2 separate regions of the Mus musculus genome follow, and region 1 is linked to region 2. Evidence: chromatin contacts called from public Hi-C data. All regions are on one chromosome and are shown on one strand. Each heading gives the region's core, a stretch centred on a gene start, on an enhancer-like site or on the middle of the called end of the contact. The rest is flanking DNA. Distances are from core to core; before and after follow the strand shown. Region 1 holds the start of Arhgef10l (Rho guanine nucleotide exchange factor (GEF) 10-like). Region 2 overlaps Arhgef10l (Rho guanine nucleotide exchange factor (GEF) 10-like).

Region 1 (3,015 bases), core at 404-2,903, 130 kb after region 2:
AGGAAGTGGATTCTCGGTCACAGAAGTGTGGCAGCCATTATAGCACCGTCACGAGGATTTCAGAACAGCAGACTCCTCTTGTGATCTCCTCCCGATGACTGTCCTCTACACTGAGTGGGGACGTCTTTCTTCTTGATGACAGGGATACAGAAGGGCCACCTTCTCAAACCCCCAAAGTCCTCAGCTCTTGGGGGACAGAGGCAGGTGGGTGGAGGCCACAAGCTGGGCCTCAGTGTACGAGGCAACCCCACCTCTGTCACTTCTACCAGACTCTCCAGGGTCCTCCAGACCAAAACCTGTAGAGATGAGGAGGTCTTCTCCCAGGGAAAGGAGAGACCCTTGAATCCTTGCTGTCTCATAGCCATGTGGCCTCAGGCAGGATGCCTGACCTCGATAGGCCTTGGTCCCATAACTACAGGGTCAGTCACCACCACGGGGGTGGTTGTTCCCGCCCTGTCCAGTTAGCCAGGCTGTTGTGAGTGCCCTAGGGGGCCAGTAACATAGATAACTTTGTAAACTGTCAAGTACCTTGGTGAGACGCTGCCTCATTGATCACCAGAGTCCCTCCACAGAAAGCAAGAGGAGGCGGGGGACATGGTAATAATGGGAAAGAAGAAGCTGACTTAGGATCGAGGCTCCTCTTGTCCTCTGCCACGCCCACCCTGCCTCCTCCTTAAACCCCAGCTCCCCTTTTCTCCATCCATGAGAGGGGCTACTTCGCCCCTCTAGGCCTGTGATCAGAATAGCACGGACTCATTGGGGTTACTGAAAGATTAAGCTCGTCACACAGGCACTGCACTGTGCTAGCCAAATGAAAGCATGAAACGGGGACCCAGTTGAGTTCATTATGTTATCATTGGCCAGATGTTGACCAAACAATGAAATAGATCCTTTGAAACCAGTGAGCCGTCCATCACCAGAGGCAGTCAAGCTATGGCTAAAAAGCAACCTGTCAGAGACGCAGGGCAAGGCTGCCTAGTGACCTTTAAAATGCCACCCAACCACAAACGGGTACAATCTCTGCCAAGGAAGCTGTATAAACTGTAGTCCCTCCCTTTAGATGGGAAAGGCAGGGATGGGAAGGGACAGGACTGGCAGAGGAGGCCACCAGGGTATGAACACGGGAGAAACAAGCAGGCAGCCATGGAGCAGCAAGGAAGACCGAGAGTGGATCACTAGTGTCCAGCCACTGTGCCACCTCAGCATTCTCCGGGGGTTCGGAGCCTCAATTTTCCAACTATAACGATATTCTGAAGCCACAGAAAGCCTTCTCAACCTCCGTAAGCCTAAAAATAGGGTAGGGAACTCCCACCACACACCTGTGCTCCTGGATCCTTCCATGTCCCTCCTCCCACATCGTCCTCGTTAGCCCCCAAGCCTCCTTGTCATCTCAGGGAGAGCCGGGAACCCCAGAGCCCAAAGGTGTCAACGCAGGAGACCCTCACTACCTCCATCACATTCAAAGAACCTCTTCCAACTCTGCAAAGAACGAAGAGGGCTTAACTGGGAGAGACTGACCGACCTGGATTGCGCACAGTCCAACTGTGGTCCTCAGGGGAGAAGATGCCAGTGACCGGGGCAGGCGCCACCAGCGGGCAAGCATCTGGTGGGGAAGCTGCTGGTGGACTGAGCAGGAGCCTCAGGTCTGACACACTCGGGCTCCTGAGCCAGGCTTGGCTGGGCTTGCTGACAACCCAGCTGTATGAGTCATTAACCCGCCAGACCTGCTGGGCCGGTGCATTGGACACGGAGGCGGGCAGAGGGTGAAGGCGGAAGACTGGAGGACTGGAGGGGGCCCTGGCCTCTACCACCAGGAAGGGTTAGGCTGAGTCAGTCCCAACCTGGCTGGGCATATATCCCTCAGCCCAGCCCGGGAGGCCCAGGGAGTTAGCCAGGGTAGAAAGGAGAAAAAAAAAAAAAAAAAAAAAAAACAAAGATGGGTTTTCAAGGAGTGCTGAGCCCAGGGGATCTGCTGTCCCCTGGTAGGATGGGGCTCAAGACAGGACTCCGGGATGGGTGGGGCCCTATATGATCTAGATCCTTTAACCAGGTAAGATGGGAAGGGCCAGGAGGAAAGATCTTCTCCAGGACAGCTAAGTGACAGCTGTGTGGCCTCAGACAAGCGGTCTGGTCTCTCTGAGTCTCAGTTATCTGCTTGTTAAACTGCAGGCATAATAATAGTAATAATAATAGCCTCTGAATGATAGCACTAGGAACAGGGTCACCACCACGGGCTTCTGGCTCCTAGGGACAGCAGCTCAGGTCACAGAGTGTGTCTTTGGTGATGCAGGATAGGGGAATGGCTTTGCCAAAGTCATCTTCCTCGCTGTCGGTGTGGATGAGCACAGATTTGACCAACATCTCGCTTGCTCGTCAAGAACACAGGCATCTGAACATCAGGAAAGTCCATTGATCACAGTTGCTCCGCCTACTCCTTGAGCCCCAGGAAAGCCCAGCTGGAGACACAAAGGTAGCCCCACCCTCTCGCACCAAATCCATGCAGATCCATGGCGGTGAGCATGACTGAGCTCATAGTAAAAGACCAAAGCAGTTCTGTGCCCTCCACCGAGACTCCAGAGCCTGAGGTGTTAGATCAGGGACAGGCAACTGCAATCCTAGGGCTACATCTGGCCTGCCCTTGCTTGCCTAAAATAAATATACATGTATCTGAATGTGATCACTTATCATCGCAGCCTTGGGGATACTGAGGCAGGAAGATCTCTGGGAGTCAGAAGCCAGCCCTAGGCTGCATGGTAAGTTCCACTTGTGGAGACGCTGTCACTAAAACGCAAAGCGAACAGAAAAACATGCATTTGATCCTCCTCCTCTCTTTCCAGGGGTTCTGTAGACACCGAAGCCTAGCTGAGTCCTGACAGAGACTGCAGTTCCCAGTAGCCCCAGGGAGTTACACTGGCCTGTTAGGAAGAAAACCTGACAATGGTGACTCTGATGTTGGTGATGATAGTGGTAGTGGTGATGATGGTGATGATGGTGATAGTGGTGATGATGCTGATA
Region 2 (3,260 bases), core at 730-3,229:
GACAGATGGAAGGTCTTGTCACCCCTGGAACCAGGCAGAAACCCCAGCTCTTTGGGATCCTGGGACTGCCAGCTTGAAGCTGGCCTTTGCTCTAGTGCCTCCCTGGTTCTCAGGCCTTTGTGTCAGACCCCACACTGGCTCTCCCAGGCCTCTGGCTCCTGTGGCTGTCTCGAGTCTCCTCACTGAGGTCACCTACAGACTTCTTGGTTCTGCCTCCCACAGGGAGTCACAGGACCCAGGGAGTAGCCATCCTTCATGCGCTAGAAGCCAGTATTCCCATGGGGTCAGCCTGAAGGCGCTCATTGGCTAACAAGGACTAGCCACAAACTCATGTGGCTTCACTCACCTCTAGCCTTCAGGAAAAGTAGAGACATACAATAAGAAGAATGCAGGTCACATCTTCCAGGACTTCTAGTGCACGCGTGCACACACACACACACACACACACACACACACACACACACACACACACACATACACACACACCACCACCATCATCATCACCACCACTACCACCATCATCACCATCATCATCCACAGTACCCCCCACCTCAGTTTCCCCCTTTTCCAGTGAGGTTTGAGTCCTCCAGGCCCCTTCCCTGACTACCTACAAGCGAACAGCACCAAGCTCTGCCTAGCGCCTGAGCTATCAATCATCAGATTAGAGGTGCCCAAGGAGGAGAACCTAACGGAGACGAGAAAACAACCCTGCACGTGGGGGCATGCCAGAGGAGCCTGCCTGTCTGGGGACCTTTCCAGGCTCCCCTCTGGCTCTGGCGCCATATCTGATCAATCAATAACCTAAACGAATCAACAATGGCAAATGTCACCAAAATACCATTTGGGAAGCCACCGAAGCTCATACCAGCCACTAAGGATGGAACATAGGATGTAGCAAGGTGGGGCCGATGAGCTTAGTGGGCCCGTGAAGCCAGGCCCTCATCCCAGCAGAGACAACACAGCTTTGCCTACAACTGGACGAGACAGGACCCAGGGGCCTCAACACCTCTGTTTAAAGGGCAGAGGTCACAGATGGGTGTGTCTCCACCCAGCAGTGACAGACGAGGCCTGGGTATGGGTACCTGAGTTTGCAAAGTGGCGGCATCTAGTACAGTGACCCTCGGCCCGCAGCTGGCCCATGCAGCATCTTCCAGGCTCAGCAGTGTTCGAATCGGCCCTGGGCCCACAGTTATGCACATGGGAGGGCTCTCCAGGTCCCAGGGAATGTCACCTATGGGAAAGAAGGGCACAGGTCAGTGGCTGGCCCCATACACCCTTCCCCATGGTCTTTCACCCTCACTTCACTGGGGTGCCTGACATTATCCGTCCCCCCCCTCCCCCCGCATTGCTCCGGGACCACCCTGCATGTCTCTTCTTCCCACTTGGTGCTGAGAACAGGCAGGGGCAGGTGTAGGCTCTGCCCTCTGGGGAACTGCACTGGGTAGAGACAACAACAGCCAATCGCTATGAGCTGATATGCCAAGCACTGAGGGAAAAAATTAGACGTGGAGGACAGACACAGGAGCTTCTGGGAGAGGCAACGTCCACGTTAGTACCTGCCAGGAGGCAAAGGATCGCAGAGTCCTGGGACTTGTGACCAGCATGGCCTTGATTCTAAGGACACGCCTGCCTAAGCTTCTCAGAGTCTTAGTGTCCCCATCTGGATGGGGAGGGACTTTGCCAAGACCACAACTCATCTGAAAAGCGTGACGATTTCCTTCAAACCCGAGACCTTTTCCCTCCACAGATGCTACCAGATACAGGGGGGCTGGAGGGGAGGGGAGAGGCCCTGAGAGCGTGCAGCCCCCATTGCTGATGCTAGAGACCAAGAGTCCCTCCCCCACCCCACCCCAACCACACCCAGCTCACTGAGAACCACTGCCTGGTAAACACAGCGGCTGGACAGGGCCTTCATCCCAAGTCGTGCCACGCCCCAGTGGCTGCTCTAGGTTGTCAGAGTGCTGGGCAGGAAGGAGGTTTAAGGGGAGCTGAGACCCAGAGAAAGGCCTGGAGGGCAGGGATAAGACGCCCTATGACTCAGCCTTCCTAATGCTGCACCTCTTTAATAAAGTTCCTCATGCTGAAATGACCTTCCCAGCCACAAAACCATCTTCCCTGCTACTCCATAACTGTAATTTTGTTACTGTTATGAGTCATATTGTAGATATGCAGGACATCTGGTATGTGACCCCTGCAAAAGGGTCATTTGACTCCCCAAAGGGGTGGTGACCCACAGTTGAGAAATGCTGCCTTAGAGCAATGGGCACAGTAACTGGGGCCAAGGAGAAAAGAGAGAATTAGCTGCTGGGTGCCCCGAACCCCCTCATCCTCCTGTAGGTCCCCAGGAGGAAAACAAAGCACTCGCCACAGGCATGCCCTCCTCTGTCCCGCTGCCGTGCCCGCTGCCGTGTGGCAAGTGTGAGAACGGCTGTCCCCAGAGATGTAGGAGACCAGGTTATACGGGGAAGCCACCAAACTCCTCGCCTTGTCCTCTGGCCACATGTGTTCAGCATGTCCTCCAACTCTAGGCTCCCCCTGAATGTTGCTTCTATAATCCCAGCCTAGCTAATAAATTAAAAACTGGGGGCCTGGAGAGATGGCTCAGTGGTTAAGAGCACTGACTGCTCTTCCAGAGGTCCTGAGTTCAATTCCCAGCAAACACAACCATCTGTAATGGGATCTGATGTCCTCTTCTGGTGTGTCTGAAGACAGCCTCAGTGTACTCACATACATAAAATAAATAATTCTTTAAAAAAAAAAAACTGAGCCAGGCGTGGTGGCGCATACCTTTAATCCCAGCACTCAGGAGGCAGAGGCAGGTGGATTTCTGAGTTCAAGGCCAGCATGGTCTACAGAGTGAGTTCCAGGACAGCCAGGCTACACAGAGAAACCCTGTCTTGAAAAACAAAAAAACAAAAAAACAAAAAAAACAAAAACTTGGGAACCCCCTCCGCAATACACAATACCACTCTTTCCAGCTCAGAATGTAAACATATACAGAGCAAGCTACCCAGGCCAGAGCAGTCTGTGGCTCTGAACTTCCATGTCCATTTGCACAGGGACTTGACCTCTTTGAGCCTCTGTTTCCTCGTCTCTAAAATGGGTATGACGACCATGCACACCCCGCCCCAGAATGCTGTAAGGAGCCAAGGGCGTGTATATGCTGACCCAACACAGCATGGGGCACCAGTAAAAAGTGCCACTGGTCAACACTGAGTCCCCTCCGAGTCTGTGCCTGTCGCTCTGCCCATGAACGAATT

The links. A called contact is a pair of places that touch in the nucleus more often than the background predicts.
Region 1: a contact with region 2 is called in a Hi-C map of bone marrow-derived macrophages, with 43 read pairs. The contact joins the promoter of Arhgef10l here to the enhancer-like site in region 2. A contact is called at or near these places in 1 of 15 datasets of contacts at CTCF or cohesin (embryonic stem cells), 7 of 484 Hi-C or Micro-C datasets (bone marrow-derived macrophages, embryonic stem cells, muscle stem cells and 1 more), 2 of 115 datasets of contacts at active chromatin or transcription factors (both in embryonic stem cells) and 4 of 9 other capture datasets (adipose tissue, liver, macrophages and 1 more).

What each region holds. Positions count from the first base shown.
Region 1 is chr4:140,664,234-140,667,248 of GRCm38.p6, forward strand. Arhgef10l (Rho guanine nucleotide exchange factor (GEF) 10-like) reads right to left here and starts at 1,654. Exons shown (of 29, transcript NM_001290803.1): 1 at 1,523-1,654.
Region 2 is chr4:140,535,687-140,538,946 of GRCm38.p6, forward strand. It overlaps Arhgef10l (Rho guanine nucleotide exchange factor (GEF) 10-like), which reads right to left. Exons shown (of 29, transcript NM_001290803.1): 26 at 1,083-1,231. Among named protein-coding and RNA genes, the nearest start is that of Gm42335, 68 kb to the right of the region's middle. Within about 2 kb of position 1,980, at least 48 of the 459 cell types and tissues checked have an H3K27ac peak or open chromatin away from gene starts, as enhancers often do. A contact at or near this core is called in bone marrow-derived macrophages and muscle stem cells, where this site is marked.